2 separate regions of the Mus musculus genome follow, and region 2 is linked to region 1. The links are chromatin contacts, called in public Hi-C maps. All regions are on one chromosome and are shown on one strand. The core of a region is the stretch at or near the end of the contact, and the rest is flanking DNA. Distances in the headings are between cores, read along the strand shown.

The links. A called contact is a pair of places that touch in the nucleus more often than the background predicts.
Region 2: a contact with region 1 is called in a Hi-C map of cortical neurons, with 4 times the contacts expected there. The contact joins two enhancer-like sites. A contact is called at or near these places in 1 of 39 promoter capture datasets (hippocampal neurons), 1 of 15 datasets of contacts at CTCF or cohesin (the NIH/3T3 cell line), 8 of 484 Hi-C or Micro-C datasets (the C3H10T1/2 cell line, cerebral cortex, cortical neurons and 3 more) and 1 of 9 other capture datasets (embryonic stem cells).

What each region holds. Positions count from the first base shown.
Region 1 is chr9:62,551,846-62,557,360 of GRCm38.p6, reverse strand. No RefSeq gene overlaps it. Among named protein-coding and RNA genes, the nearest start is that of Gm39352, 13 kb to the right of the region's middle. Within about 2 kb of position 2,595, at least 30 of the 459 cell types and tissues checked have an H3K27ac peak or open chromatin away from gene starts, as enhancers often do. A contact at or near this core is called in cortical neurons, where this site is marked.
Region 2 is chr9:62,755,961-62,761,470 of GRCm38.p6, reverse strand. It overlaps Itga11 (integrin alpha 11), which reads right to left. Exons shown (of 30, transcript NM_176922.5): 15 at 3,736-3,866; 16 at 1,017-1,183. Among named protein-coding and RNA genes, the nearest start is that of Fem1b, 53 kb to the left of the region's middle. Within about 2 kb of position 3,005, at least 13 of the 459 cell types and tissues checked have an H3K27ac peak or open chromatin away from gene starts, as enhancers often do. A contact at or near this core is called in cortical neurons, where this site is marked.

The DNA of each region.
Region 1 (5,515 bases), core at 1,346-3,845:
CATCTCCAGGGTCTGGCACCTGACGTAGGTTCAGTTTTAAATAGAAGGCAAGAGGTATGCAGAGTTAATTTGTCACAGTGAGGTCATGCTGCCCGTCGTCATCGTCGTTATCTGGGGTCCAGTCCCTCTGCAAGGTAGTCTGACGGCTGGAATCTCTTGTCTGGAGACAAGTTGCCCTCTGGCCAGCTGCAGGCTTTAGCCCTTTCCTTCTCCCATCATGAGCTTCTTGGGGAAATGCTTGGGGGAGCGTCATCTCAGTAGTCTAATAACCAAAAGCATAGCACCTCACCTAAAAGACCTGGAGCGGCTTGCTGGATTGTGAGCCAGGATGACTCCTTGCCTCTGGGCCTTCTTGCTTCCCTCCCTAACTTCTTAGCTGGGGTGTTTCTTGTCACTGTTTTTCTGGTGTGGAAAGGGCAGGTGGCACTGTTGGTTAAATATCCGCTTCACCGGAGGACCAAGCTTACATTTGCTCGTCATGCTTTGACTCCCACCCAGGCAAATTACTTGGGTGGTGTCTTACGGTTTTACTGTTGTGAACACCATGACCAAAGCAACTCTTTCCCCCCCCCCCCCCCCAAGACAGGGTTTCTCTGTGTAGCCCTGGCTGTCCTGGAACTCACTCTGTAGACCAGGCTGGCCTCAAACTCAGAAATCCTCCTGTCTCTGCCTCCAAAGTGCTGAGATTAAAGGCGTGCGCCACCACCGCCTGGCCCAAAGCAACTATTATGAGGACAGCATTTAATTAGGGCTGGCTTACAGGTTCAGAGGTTCAGTTCATTATCATCAAGGTGAGAGCATGGCAGTATCCAGGCAGGCATGGTACAGGAAAAGCTGAGAGTTCTAAGTCTTCATCTGAAGGCTGCTAGCAGAAAACTGACTTCCAGGCAGCTAGGATGAGGGTCTTAAAGCCCACACTCACAGTGACACATATACGCCAAGGCCACACCTCCAAATAGTGCCACCCCCTGGGCCAAACATATTCAAATCACTACAGGTGGTAAATTCAATTCTTTGTGTGGAATTGTGACTTAAATGTCTGACTGACTGTGGTGTGGTCATTCTCCAATGCTAACATTTCTGAGGAAAGGCAAGTCTCCATTTGGCCTCCACCTTGTCCTCCATTTAACATTCCCAGCTGAATCCATGCAACCCTCGTGCAGGTTACCAGATCTCGAGCCATCAGGGGCTTTAGGTAGCTCATCCCACATGATGGACACACAGTAACTAAGGGTCTGATTCTTTCCCTCTTCCCACGCTGCCTGGGAATCAGACAGCCCGACTCGGGAAGGACTCTAGTCATCAAATACGTAAGACCTCTACCCGCCCCATCCTGGAAACCTGTAAGAGAGGACCTCTCACACTCAACCTCATGGGCCTGAACTCTCTTCAGAACTACGACCGACTATGTCATTAAAAACTGCCCTAGTAAAACTGCCCTCTTACTAAAAAGAGAGTCTGCCTCAGTTTCCCCCTCAAATCAGAGTCCCTAATACTCTGAAGTTCAGCGCCATCAGCTATAAAACCAGAATACCATAGCACTTATCTTATATGGCTTTTTTTTTATTGAAATAATTCCAGGTGCAAAAGGAGTTACATTGTAACACCCATCTTATGTCAGGAGTGTGGAGTTACTCTATCTTCTGAGGAGTATCTGTCATTCCTAGAAAGGCCAGCAGGTGGTACTGTCTCAGAACAAATCTTTCCACCAGTTTCTCTGTGCAGGTTTTCCATTGGGTTGTTTGTGGTGGGTAGATTGGGGAGGAGGGGAGGGCAAAGCTGACAGGAAGCAGTTATAGAGAGTATAGCACTCTCCTTTTCCAGAGGGGGCGTCACTAAGACCAAGAAGTGCTCAATACTTTCCACTGGCTGTGACAGAATAGACTGGAGTCCTCTCAGAAGAATCAGGCTGGAGTCCAGGGGACATTCTTGCCTTCTCCTTGCTTCATGGACTAGGATGCCACAAGACTGGCCAAGTAGGGATGCGGCAAGGACCAGTCATAGAAAAAGGCTGTCTGTGCTCTCCAGGCTGACTAGCGTCCAGAGAGATCTTGGTTATCAGGTTGACCAAGCTCTCTTCTCACAAACCGGATACTGGGAACTCAACAAAGTCATTTAACCAATGTGTTCCAGAAGCCAGAGTCTGGTCCAGGCCATGGGCCCAGGTCTCCTGCTTCCTAGATTGATCCCCTTCCAGTTTTTCTTGGTTCAAATGGGAAAGGAAAAAGTATACAGGAAAAAGATTGGCCCAAATGTCTTCCATCTCTGCACCTAGGCCACTCCTACTCCCTTTCACTCTGATGCTTAACCCATGACCCCTACCATCACAGTCTCATGAAATTGCCCTTTCGTCTCCTGCACTTGGAGTTTGGACAGAGGGCATCCATTTTTGTTAAACAGGAACACAATCTAGAGAGGGTACAAGCCTCCCAGGGGAAAGAAATAGCCATAAGAGGGATTGGGGGAAGCAGGGCATTGTTGCTGGGCAACCAACTTCTTCTGTTGCCTCGGTAACAGCCCCATCAGAGGGAGGCTGTATGCAGAGTGTGCCTATGAGCTCCAGTCCTGGTGGCACCAGCTGGCTGGGTGTCCCCTCCCCCCACCCTGTTTCACACGGCCTCCTGCACATATGGGAGGGCCCCAAGCAAGGTTACAGCCCTTTCCCTCTGCACCTCCTGCCTTCTGCACCATCCTTCAGCACAGAAGCATATGCTGTGCACATCCAGGTAGTCCGCTTGCCTCCAGACTCCTGTTCATACTCTCATTCACTCAACAAACATGCACCCTATGGTGCCTACACTGCAAGGACTCAGCCAGGTCCCAGGACACAGGGAAGTCAGGTAGGGTCACACAGTTTCAAGCAGTAACTAGCAGGGTAGTCAGACAAGTAACTGTGAATGCATTTGACCAGAGAACCATGGAGTCACAAAAGAGTGGGCCTCCACATCTGAGGGAGGAAAGGGGGAAGGGGTGGGCCGTGTAACACACTCCCAAGATGCCATGATCTCCTCTCCAGAACTTTGAGCAGTACTCACTGAGGCAAAGGGAACGTGCAGCTGTGACTACATTAGGGACTGTGTGGTGGGGAGTTACCCAGATCATCTTGGTGGCCCTGGATGTAACTATGGGTCTTCCAAGAAAGAGAGAGAACTAGAGAGAGGGAGATGGGGTGGTAGAAACACATGGCAGGAGCGCTGTGAGGAAGGGCCACAAAGTGCAGCATCTCCACAGCCCTCTGCTTTGGACTTCTGACCTTCAGTGCTGAGAAAGTATACAGTGGTCTCACTTCAAAGCATCAGATTTGTGGTCATTTGTAAGAGTGGCCACAGGGGTGGGGGGAAGAGTTGCCACAGAAAACTAATAGGGGTTGGAGAATTTCTTGGAGGAGGTGATGTCTGGTAGAACTCTAAAGAATTAGGGGTGAGTCCCTCAAGGGACAGAGAAGCCTACTTAGACAAAGACCAGGATGAGATTGGCTCTGGTCCACTGTGCTTTCTCAAGGCCGTGAGAGATAGACAGGGAGAGGAGGTAGAGGCTGGCAGTTGTGAGAGAGGAAGGTAGTGGCCGGATCACACCGGGTGTCCCAGGGAGCAAGAGGGAGCCACTGAAGGTCACAGGGAGAGGTGGCTGAGTCACACTGCAATGCTGAGGTCCCTGGCTTCAGCAGAAAGGACTGTGGAAGCAGTATAGTCCCCATGAGAGTTGAGAACAGCAGCGATGGGATGAAGGGGCAGCAGGAAAGGCTAGACTCTGGGATGAACTGGGGCGAACTATGGACTGACTCCATCCATCCCACTGTTTGGAAGACAAGGAAAGAACAGGTAATTTGGGGCTTTGGTTTTGCCAGTAGGTGGCGCCATTGGCCATACGGTGGTAGGGAGCCAGAAGTCTGGGGCAGATGTAGAAAGGAACCCAGTGTCTCTGAGCAAAACCCCAGGAGGTGGGAAATACTTACTGGGAATTAGATAGAGGATGCTGCCCAGAGAGCCTGTGGCTGTTAGGGTGCCTCTGCGGAGGCACCACCCCAGTTACCTCCTATTGCAGTTCCAACCAGAAGGTTCCAGAAGCTGACAGAGACTGAATATCTGAAGAGCAGCCCTGTCTGGGACCTAGAAAGCAGCTCTGTGTTCTCAACATCTCAACTCCAATTTCTTTATAAAACCTAGGCAGACTCCACCCTGGCCTGAGGAAGGGGACACCGTGGATCCGTTGGTGGCCCACCCTCCCACCCTTCTTCCAGTCGTCCAATATCCAGGAGAGCTGGAGGTGCCAGTGAGGCCTGAAAATGACCAGAACCCAGCTGGAAACCAAGAGTCTCAGGTGTATGGCAGGTCAAAGAAGGATGGGTACCGGCAACATCCTCACGTCCAACTCTGGGGGTACGTCTGTGAAAACACTGGGGTGTGAACTGGTAAACTGGACAGTAACTTAAAATTTTCCACCCTAAGAAAGTACTCTCTCCCACCAGGTATAGGGGCACACACCTTTAATCCCAGCAGAGGAGGAGGCAAGTGGATCCTTGTGAATTGGTGGTCAGCCTGGTCTAAGCAGTGAGTTCTAGGCTAACCGGGGCTATAGAGTGAGACGCTGTGTGATAGTTTGAGTAGGTATGGCTCCCACAGACATTTTGAATGCTTGGTCATAGGAAGTGGCACTATTAGAAGGTGTGACCTCGTTGGAGGAGTTGTGTCACTGGGAGGGAGGCTTTGGGGTTATATGAGCTCAAGCTAGTTGAAGTCACATGGTTTCCTTCTGCTGCCTTCGGATCGAGATGTAGAACTCTCAGCTCCTTCTCCATCACCATGCCTGCCTGCACACTGCCATGTTTCCCACCATGACCATAATGGACTGAACCTGTAAGCCAGCCCCAATTAGATGTGGTTCTTTATAAGAGCTGCCTTGGTCATGGTGTCTCTTTATAGCAATAAAACCCTAAGACATGTCTTGTCCTGTCTCAAGTATACAAACAAACAAACAAACAAACTCCTTTTACTCAGTAGTTTCAATGTTTGCAACATATCCTAAAGAAATAAACAGAGGCAGGTGTGATGGCACACACCTTTAATCTCAGCACTTGGGAGGCAGAGGCAGGCAAAACTCTGAGTTGGAGGCCAGCCTGGTCTACACAGCCAGTCTTGGACAGCCAGGGCTACACAGAGAAACCCTGTCAAAACAAAACAAAACAAAACAAAAAACAAACAAACAAAAAAACAGAACAGAACAGAACAGAATATCTATGTGCAGAGATGAACATGGGGCAGTGTTTGTAGTTGCCAAAACTGAAACAACTTATTTAACAACAGGGCAACATTGAGGGTTATTATAGCTGCTTAGAGAAAAGAATATTATGAACCCCCAAAAAGAAGAGTCTGAGGTGGGCATGGTGGTGCATAGCTCTGTTCAGGGTCATCCTTGCTTAAACGGTGACTTTGAAGATGGCCTGCCATCTTGTCTTAACAAACAAGAGAGATTTGGAAAAAAACAAAAACCTGTAGTGAGTGGAGGATGCATCTAC
Region 2 (5,510 bases), core at 1,756-4,255, 200 kb before region 1:
TGCTTAGCCTCTGGGCTAGCCCCATCCCTCACAGGCAGCTGGGAACCAGAAGCTTCCACGATGGGAGCAAGAACTGTGGTAAGGAAGAAGGGGCTGAAGAGGAGGAGATGTGTGAGAGGCAGGGAGGGAGGACAGAAGAGGGACACAAGCCTTGGGAGAAGGACAGGGACTGGGGTGAGGCCAGTGTTGCTCAGCTCTGCCCACAAATGACCTCCTCAGCTCTCCTCCGACACCCTGCCTCACGCTGTTGCTCTGGGCCTTCTCCTGGGGGCTTCACTCATACTGAGGATGCTTCTCAGGTTCTTGTCTGTGTTCTGTGGCTTAAGGCCCTCAGCCTTCCTCCTTTTAGCTTACAGAAGTTTGACAGAATGGCCAAGTGCCTTCTGTTCCCCATGCAGCCCTCTGGTGGCTGTGTCTTTGAATTCGTGTCCTGTTACAGATGGAACATGCAGGAAAAGTACACAGCCACTAGACTGGGACATGTCCTCTTATGCCCTCTGCCCACCACTTCTCTTTGGTCTTGTGCCTCATCACTGAAGGGGACATGACCTGTGGTCACCAATGCATCCATCACTTCCAGGGATGCCTGGTCCAGGAAGTGGGTGCCTGAATCCAGTCTGAGGTAAAAGGAGAGGACCCTTCCCTGATGGCAGCTGTGACACACTGTGTTCCCAGCTCACCCCATGGCTGGCTCGAGGTTGGTTCCCTGAGTCTGGCTGACTCCTGGCCTCCTCTCTGTACTCTACTGCCTGCCTTTTGCATCCCATTCAAAACCAAGGGATGTTCTTTTGTCCCTGCCCTTTCCCATCAGCCCTGCCCACTACCACTCTTGACCCTGCCAGGAATCCCTTGAAAGGAGAGCATCAGAGGAGACTCCAGCAGGCATCAAAGGTGTCTCAGGATGTGACCTGGTACTCAGACCCCATTTTGGAAAAGCCCCAGACTGAGAACTAGAACAATCTCGAGGCCCACAGAGAGACTGGAGCTTGGCTGACCGCCTAGGGAGGCTTGTTTACCGACGGTTGCTGTTTGGAAGTGGGGTGCCAGGAAGATGGGTATGAAGCAGAGGAAGGCGGCCAGGCAGGTGGCATCCCTGCCATTGCGCTTGCAGTCCTTGTGGAAGATGTTGATCTTGGAAGGCTCAAAGTGGAGGCTGGCGTTGATTTGAACTACAGGGCGGGCCCTGGAACAGAAAGGCAGGTGAACTAGGGCAGGGCTGGAGTTCTGACTGGGGCTGGAACCCTGGGGCTGAGGTACAGATCCAGACAGGAGTGGAGTCTATAAAACCTGCCTAGAGGGTGCAGTGTGATGGCCGGGACAGAGAGAGTTCAGGAAGCTACAAGAGAGGGAGGGAGGGAGGGAGGGAGGGAGGGAGGGAGGGAGGGAGGGAGAGAGAGAGAGAGAGAGAGAGAGAGAGAGAGAGAGAGAGAGAGAGAGAGAGAAAAGGGTCAGGGATCTGCACAGCCTGATCTCCTGGTGAGGACTCCTGCCTTCCCTTCATCCTTCCTGGCAGGCCCGATTTATACTTGAATCCACTAGAGGGAGGGGCTGGGGAGATAGCTCAGGGGTGCATTTTCAGAGAGACCTGGATTTGTTTTCCAGAGCCAACATATGTGGCAGCTCACAACCACCTGTAACTACAGTTCTAGGAGGATCTGGCACCCTCTTCTGGCCGTCATGGGCATCAGGATGCACGTGGTACACAGACAGATGTGCAGACAAAACATTCATAAAGTAAGAATTAGAAAGAAGAAAGAAAGTATTGGGAGCTGGACTGACCCAGGCTTTCTCAGAGCCCCCCTGAGAGGATAGAAGGCTAGCTCTGTGCCTGTGCTCAGGAGCAGACTTGGCAAGGCCAGCCTGGGGCTGAGGCCAGAGCTTTGAAGGAGTTAAGGTTTCAGTTCCTGGGAACTTGGCTGTTCCCCGTGAAGAGACTGGAGTCAACAGTCCCTAGGCTGCTGTGTGCTGCGATGCTCTGGAGATACCCAGCGTTCCCTTTGTGCAGCTTTGCTTGGTCAGCTTCCCGCTGAATGCATCCCATTTATGATGGTTCCTTATGACTTTGTTCCATATCTCTCCCTGAAAATAGTATATAAAACACTATATTTCCAAATAAGCTTGCTTGGTGTGATGGTTTGTATGTACTTGGGCTAGGGAACGGCACTCGTAGGAAATGTGGCCTCTTTGGAGTAGATGTGTCACTGTGGGTGTGGGCTTTAATACTCTCGTGTCCTAGCTGCCTGGAAGTCAGTCTTCTCCTAACTGCCTTTGGAACAAACAGTGGAACTCTCTGCTCCTCCACTCTTCCAGCACCACGCCTGCCTGGACACTGCTGTGCTCCCACCTTGATGATAATGGACTGAGCCTCTGAACCTGTAAACCAGCCCCAATTAAATGTTGTCCTTATAAGAGTTGCCTTGGTCGTGCTGTCTGTTCACAGCAGTAAAACCCTAACTAAGACACTTGACAAAGATATCATTTGTGCAAGACCTCCCAACCCCAAACTTCCCTGTCTCCTTATTTTCTGATCCCCTGCCTTATCTTGTTCTCTCTCTCTCAGAACCTATCACTGAAGAGCAACCTTCTGGTCCAGATCTGGAAGGAACAGTTGAGCGAAGCAAAGAGAAAAGCAAGAGAGCGAAACAAACCCCACGCTGGGTACAGAGTCTCGGTTGGTAGAGTGCTTGCCTGGTGTGCAGGAAGCTCTTGATATCCAGCACCAAATAAACAAGGTGAGGTGGGGAGACAAAGGCAGGAGGACCAGAAGTTCCAGCCATCCTTGGCTTCAGAGTGAGTTTACAAAGGAACAGAAAAGGCCTCCATGCCCAGGCTGCACCCCAGGTCACACTAGACTGAGCGAGACACGAACATGCTCTAAAGCTGTGTCTCAAGTTTTAATCTGCGTGCACCACTACCACCTGCAGACATCTTTTACAGCTCAGAGTCAGATGCAGTCAGTTGGCACAGGCTCTGCAAGGCTAATGAGCTCTGGAGTGAAGTTGAGTGGGAGATACACAGAGCACAATTGAGTGGGAAAGACTGGAAGTGCAGCCAGGAGGACCTGAAAGTAGCACTGAGTGACGGAAAGTTGGCTGCTTTTTCTTTCTTCTTCACTTTTTAAGTTAATGCAGAAAACCTAAATGATGACTTTAATCTCAGCAACATATATTTAAAAAGCTCCAATCAGCCAGTCTTTAATCTCAGCAGAGGCAGGTAGATCTCTGTGAGCTCGATCGAGACCAGCCGTGTCTACATAGTGAGTTCCAGGCTAACCAGGACTACATCTAAAAGTAGCAGCACACAAGAAGATGCATAGGCTTTTCTCAAACACTGATATGGAACCACACATGAGAAGGAAATGAGACCCAGGGGTTGGGAGAAAGAAACCCCCTAATCCACATCCATTCTCCCGCACAGGAGGGGAGGAGAATGCTTCTAGGAGGGGCTCAATAAGTTCTCTAAGTAGCCTGGGAGGCAGGAGTGGGACAGAAGCTGCAGGGAGCAGGGCTCAGGAAAAATTCTGAGGGTTGGAAACAGAAAGTGATCTCCAGTCTTAGAACTCCACCGAGGATAGAGAGTAGGACTCCAGGACCACACGGGCTGGGAGGGGCTCAGGGTTCATTTGGGTGACAGTAGTCAGAATCAAGAGGCAGAGACCCTGCAGCAGACCTTTGGAACCCTCTATTCAGTTAACCCTCAGGAGAGCCCTCCAGTTAGAAAAAGTAGGGAACCAACCACAAAACCACAGCGTTGCCCAGGGCGCCCACTGCTAGGTCCACAAGCCCATCCTCATTGAGGTCCAGTTGTCCGTGGATGCTGCAGCCAAAATGCTGCAGGCCAGGAGCCAGCTCCGAGGCTGTTATTCTCTGCAGGGACAAGAGAGAAAGGGTGTGTGTACTGTGAGCCAGGTTAGCTCCAGCGGGGACAGACATAATCCTGAGCTCTGAGACTCTGATGAGGCACCTGGGAAATCCTTACCTTTAAAGTCACTGTTTTGGATGAAAATGTGTCTCAAAATATAACCCAACAAGGCTTGATGGCTCACACTTACAATCCCAGTACTTTAGAGGTAGAAATTTCTGATCATGAATTCAAGACTGGCATGGCCTTGCCTCAAAAAACAAAACAAAAACAAAAACAAAACAAAACAAAACAAAACAAACAAAACAAACAAAAAACAACCAAGGGCTTGAAGGTGAAACTGAGTGGCGTGGTGTTTACCTGGAAGGTGCAAGACCCTAACACTGATCCTCAGCACCGTAAAAAATAAAATAAAGTACTTGTTCCATGTCAATGTATACTACCTGGCAGATAACAAATCCCCTGTCATCTCTGACCTGGGTGTATTTATTTGATTACCTTACTAATAAAATGTGTAGGCAAATTCTCGAGACTAGATACAACCATTTAGATCATTAGCTCACAACTGTAGGTACCTACACTGGGCTCTAACAACAACCAGCCAGGGAATGTGTGTGTGTGGGGGGTGTCTCAGGGGCCTACCCTTTATCACTGCACTATTATCTACTGATAGATTCTTGGAAAGAGGGACTCATTGTCTTTTAGTTGCATATCCACTGTTGAACCACCAGGCTCCAACATGTAGTTCCCATGGTCACACAGTTGGCCCTGGGTAATATTAGTCGGGGTTCCCAAAACAAAACAGACATGTATGTGTGAGAGATGTGTGTGTGTGTGTGTGTGTGTGTGTGTGTACAGAGGTGGTAGGTGGATCTCTGTTTGAGGACAGCAAGGGCCATGTAAGTCAACCTTTCTTCAAACAAACAAACAAACAACAAAAAACTCCATTCCTGCGCGCACACATACACACACACACACACACACACACACACACACACACATACACACACACACACACACACACACACACACAGAAAAAAGAAAACAGAGAACAGAAAAAGAGAGAAAGTGGAGTTGGAGGGATGGCTTAGTGGTTAGAACACTTGCTCTTCTGACAGAGAACCTAGATTTGATTTCCAGCACCTACATGGCACTTCATAGCCATCTTTCAGATGACAGTCCATAGCCATTTCTAACTCCAGTTGCATGGAATCTAACACCCCCATGGGCACCAGGCACATGCATTCATTTAGACATCACTCATACATAAAATAAATAAATCTAAAACAAAACCAAACCCAAAAAGTACTGGGCCCTTGCAGAGGACCTAGGTATGATTCCTGGCTCACAATGGTTTATCACTCCAGTTCTGAGGAAGTCAATGTTCTCCTGACCTCCTTGGGCACTACAAACACATGCAATGCAGGGGAAACATCTGTCTATAGAATTTCTTTTTCTTTAAAGAGAAAAGAAATTTTAAAAAGTGTTGGCAAATTTGTGTTGGATGAGAAGCTGAGACTCGAAAGATCTCTTTGTAGTAAAAATGGAACCCAGGTAGGAGCGGTCCAGGCCCAGCGGTTCCTGTCGGGGTAGTGATGTTTGGTGCCTGGGATTTTCATCTGGACTGATGTGGAAAAGATAAAGGTGTG